Linked DNA regions of Xenopus tropicalis: region 1 is linked to region 2. Evidence: chromatin contacts called from public Hi-C data. All regions are on one chromosome and are shown on one strand. The core of a region is the stretch at or near the end of the contact, and the rest is flanking DNA. Distances in the headings are between cores, read along the strand shown.

Evidence for each region. A called contact is a pair of places that touch in the nucleus more often than the background predicts.
Region 1: a Hi-C map of gastrula embryo shows a contact between it and region 2, with 2.9 times the contacts expected there. The contact joins two enhancer-like sites. A contact is called at or near these places in 4 of 5 Hi-C or Micro-C datasets (brain, gastrula embryo, neurula embryo and 1 more).

Annotation. Positions count from the first base shown.
Region 1 is chr7:88,836,613-88,840,828 of UCB_Xtro_10.0, reverse strand. No RefSeq gene overlaps it. Among named protein-coding and RNA genes, the nearest start is that of perm1, 22 kb to the left of the region's middle. Within about 2 kb of position 2,113, at least 4 of the 11 cell types and tissues checked have an H3K27ac peak or open chromatin away from gene starts, as enhancers often do. A contact at or near this core is called in gastrula embryo and neurula embryo, where this site is marked.
Region 2 is chr7:88,567,530-88,571,878 of UCB_Xtro_10.0, reverse strand. No RefSeq gene overlaps it. Among named protein-coding and RNA genes, the nearest start is that of agrn, 94 kb to the right of the region's middle. Within about 2 kb of position 1,733, at least 3 of the 11 cell types and tissues checked have an H3K27ac peak or open chromatin away from gene starts, as enhancers often do. A contact at or near this core is called in gastrula embryo and neurula embryo, where this site is marked.

The DNA.
Region 1 (4,216 bases), core at 864-3,363, 270 kb before region 2:
TGAAAAGCAATTGGCAAGAGACATAATGGCATTGGCACAAGTATTATACTTTTATGTACGAACACATTACGTGGGGGGATGGAACTTAACCAACACCAACTTAAGGCCTGCAAGTAATAGGGTGGACACTCAGGACCCACTGTCTGCAATGGAAAATATAGCCTGCATTTCTACCTGCCTTGATCCACTCTCTCTGACCCACAATAGTCATACCCATAACCCAACCTGCTACTTTGTTACCCATAGTAATATATGGAAATGCCTGAAGATGGGTTGATTGCCTGAAGGAATTATGATAAGCTGTTTTGAAAGAATAGAACAAAATGCATCACCAGTCCTGACTTGTGAGCTGCACCCTACCCACACTCTAAGTGCCCACTACCTGCCCAATACCCGTATTGCAGTGTGGACACCTAACCTACTGCAGGACTCCAAAGGTGGCCAATACTTGGGCTGATGCATATGGTATAGATTTCAAGGTTGCTCAGATCTTGGTTTTACTATAGCCAAAACTGATGATGTAAAAAAAAGATGTATTTATGTGGCTTGACTCCTGTGTTGTGGGAGGGTAACAGCAGCCTTTTCATGTTATAGTCCTATAATAGCCACTGAATGATAGTTTATTCAAAACAGAGAGCTGTTTGAATGTCCATATTTACATTTATTCATGAGTGATTGCTGCCATAATAGCAAAGAAAAGAAGCAGTGCGCATGGAGTCCAGTGATGCCGGCCACCTAATGGCCCAGAACAAAGCGACGTTACTTTCCTTTCGGCCTGTGGCAGGTGGAAATAAGAACTGTTATGTATACACTCAACAATATCTTCTTAAGACTGGGATGTTTAGTGTGTAAACTGGGCTATGAATAGAAAGGTGTGAGCAGCTAGCATGGGTGTGGAATTCAGTGCATCCTCTGAGATAATGACAGAATTAACATTTGTATACATTTGTGTACTTACTAAGCTGTCACAGTAAAATAAGATCATATCTTTGGGTAATGACATAAAATATATTGTGATTGAGTCAGTGCATGCTTCTCCCCAAGCGGAGAAAGCCTTTACTGAGACTTGACCCACGGTCATGTTCTGACGACACCTGCAACTAACTGCTACAGATTCGCCTATAATTCTTCCCCTTTGAACTTCAGTTACTTCAGTTACAGGTTACATGTAGGGTTCTCTCTACCTGTGTATTTTTCTGCAGGTGGAGAAACATCCACGTTCAACTCCCACAGTCACCAGAAAAAAAGCTGGCGGAAAAGAGCTCACAGAATTTACCATGGGGGTGAGTTGGGCCCTGGCTGCTAAATGGCCTTCCCTTAATCCCGAGCTCTCTGGATATTGGATTTATGGATATGCCTGTATATACCGACATAGTATTTTCAGACAGAAAAGTGCTCACACCTTATATTTGTGTTGCCAACTTGCAGCTATTCAGTTTTTGTCGAAGGTAAACTCCTGCTGGTGCTGGTTACTGTAGTTCAACAAAAACTGAAGGACTACCGACCAGACAGTTTTACAGTAAATTTACAGCAAATGTAATATATGGTATAAGCAGGAAACAAACTACATGTTACTAGGTCCTTTAACTAGTATATATAATGTGATTGCTCATTTATTGCCATTTATACCTCTGGGTCCTCATGCAGCCATAGGGTTGCTTTCTCTACTTACAACCCTGACCATATTCAAACTGGTTCAAAAGGTGCGCAATTCAATTCACAATGTAATGTAACTGACTAATGAATATTATCACACTGCAATATGTGATTATTTATCCTAAGTTTTATGAATTTATATAACCAAAGTCTAGTTCTCCCCTGCTACTTGTACAGTAATTTAGAAGACTTTTTATAAATTATTTAGTAGAAACTAATATTGTGTGTTGCGTTCAATAAAATGGATTATATGACAAAGAAAATTTAGATTTTTCACAGCTTTCCTAACATGAGTGGGTTAAGCTTCTACCCTAGAGGCTTTCCCTGCACATATCGGAACTGCATCCCATTCCCAGACCAGTGACAGCCGCTGAGCACATGTTGCACATGTACTGGGAAAAGCTGTTCCCACTCTGCACTCTGACCACCCACTGACTTGTTCTCCCCCACTGACTTCCCAGGAGGCAGGTACTGGGAGAGGGGGAGCTAGGTCAGGTTCCAAGGATTACGCAGGCAGCAGCCTGGAACTCTCCACTTCCTCACATGCCCCCACCTGCACTAGTGGGAAACAAAATAAAGCCAGACACTTCTGGGAAGCAGGAGAAATCCTAGCCAGGCAGGGTCAGTGGCAGTCAGCAAAGACGGATTACCTTAATCTCAGGGTTCAAAGCCCCCCAAAATCCCTTAGAAAGCCCAGCAGAATTTGATTGTCAGCCAGGTGGGCAGAAGGGTGTCAGACAACAGGTTTTCCATGGGCTCTATTCACGCCAGGAGTAGGGCTTTGTTTTAAGGTCATTTAGAAGCCACATCTGTTTTATTTCAAGTGAAAAAAGGCTTATTACTTATCCCGACCTGTTTGTTTTATGTAGCTGTCGGTAACACAAGCCGGCAGAAAAGCCAAAGAGCTTACGCTCCATGTGTAAGGATACCACAGCCTGTTTGTTCAGTTTATAAAGATAAACACATTTACATGCACATGTCCAAGGGAAATATTTCACATGATAAAAATAGTTTCTTGCTGCTAAAGTAAATCACATTCCATGAAATAACATGGAAAGAAAAACAAAGACAAATATGATTTTCCAACACTTTAGATGTTACTCAGAACTTTAGCTATTACATTACTTCTGTTTCATTGCCTAACAAAGACTTATACATGATATTAGCATTGTATTTCCAAGGTACCATATTATTCTTGCATCACTGAATGAGCAGGACAGCAGAGTTATCAGACAATACTGTTGGGGGACTAAAACTCCTATTACCATGTATAACCTCAATTATAATTGAGGTAAATTGAATAGACATTGAGAGGTTTGTCTTTCCCCTTAATTTCATCATAGTTTAACTATACCCTCACAAGGTATCCTGGTTCTTGGAATCTAAATAGATAATTCTGTGTAGGTGAAAACTTCTCCCCTTTGCAATGGCGAGTACTAACACCCATCAGAATCCCTGCATGCAAATTCAATGGGAGTATTCACAATTTAGATAACAATTGTCAGAGCTGTAATGATTCCTACTTTAAATAATAAATCACCTTTTGCATCTGAGTCCCCTCTGGGAAAGTCTATGAAAGCCTGCAGTCAGTAATAACTTATTTCCTACGTAAATTAGCTGGCACGGAAATAAGTACCTGAAGCTGTGTTTTTGCCCACAAACACGATATAGATTAGCAATTTATAAATGTACTGATTGTTTTATGAATGTACAAGTAGAAAGTTACATGCTAAATGCAATGTATTTGGACCATTAGGCTAATGCCACACAGGCTGATTCTCAGCAATAGATAAATGCAGGTTGAGAATCAGCCCCTACACTGGCATCAGCCTATCCCTGTGCTTGCACCTGGAGCCACTGCATCAACCAGGGAGCAGGCACATGAAGTATTTCCTCCTGATCAAGGTTATTGAGAACAAGAGAGAGACACATGTTGTTTTAAAGAGCAATTACGAATAAATTTAAAATGACTGAACAATTCAAGTAACATATATGAGAATGTTTTTCAGAAGGATCCTTTCTTTCATTATGGATGGTTTTATTTTTTTAATATTTGGGTGGTGTTCCCCTTTAAGCATTCTGTAAATTTAAAATTCAGTATTTTATAAGATGTTGTGATGTTCTGGAAATCATTGTACAAAATGATTATTTGGATCACAGTGCTTGATAGCATCTTCTGCAGTATAGGAAATTACATAATGAAACATCTCTTAATGTGCTTCATTATTATCCATTATCTGCTCATACTTAAATGCTCTAAGACCTGCACTTGCCTTATATACTATAACACTATAACACTATAACACACATAATACTATATATTATGTCTTGTTTGTGGCTGTTTTAAAAAAATTGCCCTTCATTAATGTACAACATTTCTCTCTCTATATATAATATTTCAAATCTATTCTTTCCTGAAGGTATATTCTACACTGTATGTAAATATGAAATCATAACAGTCTCATCTGTAAAGGTACAATACAAAGAACATTATAATCTTTACATATACTATGGGGCAGATTTATCAAAATGTGAGTTTAGAGCTCAATACACAAAAACT
Region 2 (4,349 bases), core at 484-2,983:
ATGCACCATATGAGAGGAAGATTTATTAAAATGTGAGCCAATTTCACCATTTGATAAATACACTTCTTAAAATCCTATAGGAATGAATAGAAAGTGGATGAATTCTCCTGTGGCGAGTTCTAATCTCACATTTTCATAAATCTCAGGCCAAATATTGGATCACAAATCCAGGTCAATGGGTTTTTAAACCTATCCAGTCAATATCTGGCCCTCAGTTGGGCAGGCCTGTTGGGGGGCCCCATACATAGGCAGGTAAGCTATCAACTCAGCATGTATAGCCATCTTTAAAGCTGGAATATCTGGGCCTCAGTTGGGCAGGCCTGTTGGGGGGCCCCGTACATAGGCAGATAAGCTGTCAGCTCAGTGTGTATGGCCACCTGTAAGTGTCCCCAATTTTCTGTAAGTGTCCCCAATTATTCACATGATCAGGTAACTGCAGTATAATGGTCATGGTTATAACAATACAGCGGTGTTGTAATCAGCTATTTTCAGTAAGTATTGTTTATAAAGGGGAAAAGCCCCTAATAACTGATTAGCATCAAAATACCCCCATTCATGAACCATTAGGCTAATGCCAGACGTGGTGTGGGGCTGATATTTTCAGAAAGCGGAAAAACGCTTGGCAAAAATACAGCCTTACGCCCGCTACTTGTGCCTGCACCCGAATGAATGAGATACGCTCGGGTGCAGGCACATGTAGCCGATATACGCAAAAAAACGCGAGACATTAGCCTTTAGCTGCCAACTGGGTCTGGAGGAACAAATTGAATTGCCCTAGTATGGCTAACTAGAGGCCTAATTAGTGCAAGACATCTAGACATTGCCAGGGTCACCCAAGACAACCCATCCTTGATCATGTGCACCCCTGCCCCTCAAATATGAGAGTGTGTTGGCCCTGACCAGAAAGGGGGGGTGGGGTGGAGAGAGAGCAAGAGAATTGGTAAATCTAAGATCCTCACAGGAAGCAGAGGCAGAAGTGGTATGTGTACAGCACCCCCACCCCACCATTGCGCCCTAAGCACATGTCTTTTCTGCCTACCCGTAGTTCCGGCCCTGGACATTGCCCTTCTTATAGTTTGTTGGCCTGCTGCTTGTAGTTTGGCTTCAGTACATTTTCTTTGCTTTAATCCCCTGAAACCCACCCCACCCATCTGATAATCCAGAACTATTACTGAAATTAAGCTGCTAAAGCAGGTATTATAGAGGATTCTGGGGGTAATTGTTGCAAATCTCTAGTCTGGAGGCAGAGACAGTTGAACTGCAAAAATGCAGATTACCGTGTAATTCTCGATTCGCAAGTTCATACCGTAATTCATGGTGTGAGTGACTTTAGGGCTGTGCAACCCCATATACATGCATAAAAAACAAATATAACCGACTGCCCAGTAACATATTACACAAGGCTCTTATTGGCAGGACATCTAATCTTGTATTACAAGTGTCATCCCTACTGGCCATTAATCTGTTTGTATATGCTAAGGTCTCATAGACAGATACCATTCATGGCTGATCTTGTGTTTGTGCAGTAAACAGACTTCAGGAAATGTACAATCCACAGAATGGCTCAACATAATGTGTCTGGGTGCAAAATACATTCCTGGGGCAGCCACAGAACAAATACAGGAGCTAGGTCTAGTGCAATCCAATGCTGCAGATGGAGTGTAGCTTGGGGTTTTCATTCAAATAAACATGCTCACACAATGTGAGGGAGAATTAAGCTTCTCTCAGCCTCTTGCCTCCCAATTGCATGTGAATGCACCAAGCTGTTTTGGAATAGACAAGGGATGCTTATCCATCCAATGCCATGGGCTGAAAGGCAATCCATTAATTTCCATTTGCAAGAACAATAGATTATTTCTGCATGTGTGAGTCCCCACAGAGGAGGCAAAAAGACTGGTGGTCTTTGTATAAGTACAATGTGTGGTTAATTAGGTAATGAGATTTAATGAATTACTCTGGCTGAACATATACATATTACTGAGGTGAGTAAGATTTCACATCAGCCCAGTGACATGTTTGCTTCAAATAATGGGTGGATGTGCCACCCCAAGACAAGGCAGTGGAATACACATATCTGCAGTGTAATGTTCCATGTTATATACAATGCAGCAAGGAAAAAATACCCAGAACCCTGTATATACATTAGATAGAGAGAGAGAGATGTAAATACAGTATGTTACATAAGAAGTATTATAGATGGGTATGTGGAATAAGTGCTAAGGTCAGCTAGTGACATGACCTATTTTTATATAAGAATATATAACAAATACTAAATTATAGCTGTAGTCCAAAATGCTTGTGTCCATTTAAACTGTTCTGTTTGTTTTTTTAGAGAGTTAAAGACACTCAATTTTAAGGGATGCACTGATTTGTGGTTTTGGCTAAATTCAAGCTTTTTTCTAGATTTTTTCAGATCTGGCCAAGATTTGGCAGATGTTTCTGTATTCTGCTTAATTCTGATCTTTCCCATTCCCACACCCTGTGTCTCACCCCTTTCTCCTTGTAGATTGTAAGCTCTTTTGGGCAGGGCCCTCTTCACCTCTTGTATCGGTTATTGATTGCTTTATTTGTTACTCTGTATGTCCAATATATGAAAGCCACTATTGTACAGCACTGCGGAATATATTGGTGCTTTATTAATCAATGTTAATAATACTGTGGGCTGTGGGCAGGGTAACCACAGGACAGGCACATGGTATAGCAATGTTAATTAGTGCCGGCTTTTCCCAGCTATGCAGAGCCCACAGTACATGGCATAGGAAGCAAAAAATGAACCGACGGTCTATAAAAATATGCCTTTTTTCCCCAAAAGATGCAATATTAGTACAAATATTACATCTTTGCTACACCTTTATAAATGAGTGCAGCCAGGGTCTAACTTGGGGGTGCGGGGGGGGGCCCAAGGTGCAGGCCGCGCCCACCCTAACCGCCTGCAGGGGCCCACACTACTCGCTTGACGTCCTCCCCTGAGCGCGTAAGTGAAACATCTCAGGGGAGGACATTGGCGGCTAGGGGAAGCGGCAACAGGGATTGGGTCTGGCCCAGTCCGACCCTGGAAACAGCATAATTTTATGCACTTTGGGCTGATTTTGAAATATTTTCAGTAGAATTAACATTTAATCTCTATAAACAGGCCATAGTCATAGACCATTACTGCCCAAGAGAATTTCACACAAAGGGGGCCGCAAGCCTGATTTAAGGCATATGCTTAAGGTCATATAACCATAGGCTATAGAGCAGAGATCCACAACCTTTTAAACCCAGGACCGAAACGAGCATGGAAAAAGTTCCTGGAGGTGCAAATAAGAGCTATAATTGGCTATTTGATAGCCCCTGTGTGGACTGGAGGCCTATAGAAAGCTCTGTTAGGCTTTACACTGGGTTTTATACAACCAAAACTTGCCTCCAAGCCAGAAATTCAAAAATGAGCACCTGCTTTGAGGCCCCTGGGAGCAACATCCAAGGGGTTGGGGAGCAACATGTTGCCCACGAACCACTGGTTGGGGATCACTGCTATAGAGTAAGAAAAGAACTGATTTATGACTATAGGATCACTAAATTATTTATGTGCAATTGGGCGTTTTAAGGGAAACAGAGGGATAAAAAGGTGCATTTTCAAGGACACAATATTTCTAGGGACAGATGGTGAAAACCAGGGGGTGTCCCTAGATATTAGGTACAGTTGGTAAGTATGACATAGACATGTATAGATGCCAACACAAGCAAGCACAAAGGAAAATGAAGGGGTTTGTAGCAGTGCAGCAGTAATATGTACCAAACATTCTGTAAAAATCCAGCTTCTCTTTAACTTTAGGGTGAAGACACATGGAGCTACTAGTAGCAGCTACTTGCCACAGCTAATAAAATAGACAATGCTGATCATTTACTGATAATCGTCTCTACATGTTGTCAGGGGTTAGGTAGCGGGGACCAGCTTTCTGGGGGTAAAGCAGCCCTTGGCACAATTACAACACGTGAGAGTGTATTCTCTTTTAGGCAGTTTATTTTCACTTGTATAAAAAATTACAAAATAGTTCAAAATAAAATCCTTGCCACATAATGGGCTCTACCTAACACAGGTCAATTGTCCTAACTAACCAGGAGCAGACCTACCGCCTGTCTCCCACACAGAGAAAAGGAAAACAAAGTTCAAACCTTGTAGTGCTTTCAAAATCTCTCAGTCAGCTTACACAGGCAGCTTCCCTGTGTCCCGGAACCATTCTTTTAGGAACCTAGGACATATATAAGCTCCATCCTGGACTTTCCCAGGTATCCTGACAGTGACCTTATCACATACCCCCCCCCCTTGTTTCAACCCAGTGGTTGGAACAACTGAAGCCCAGTAGGAA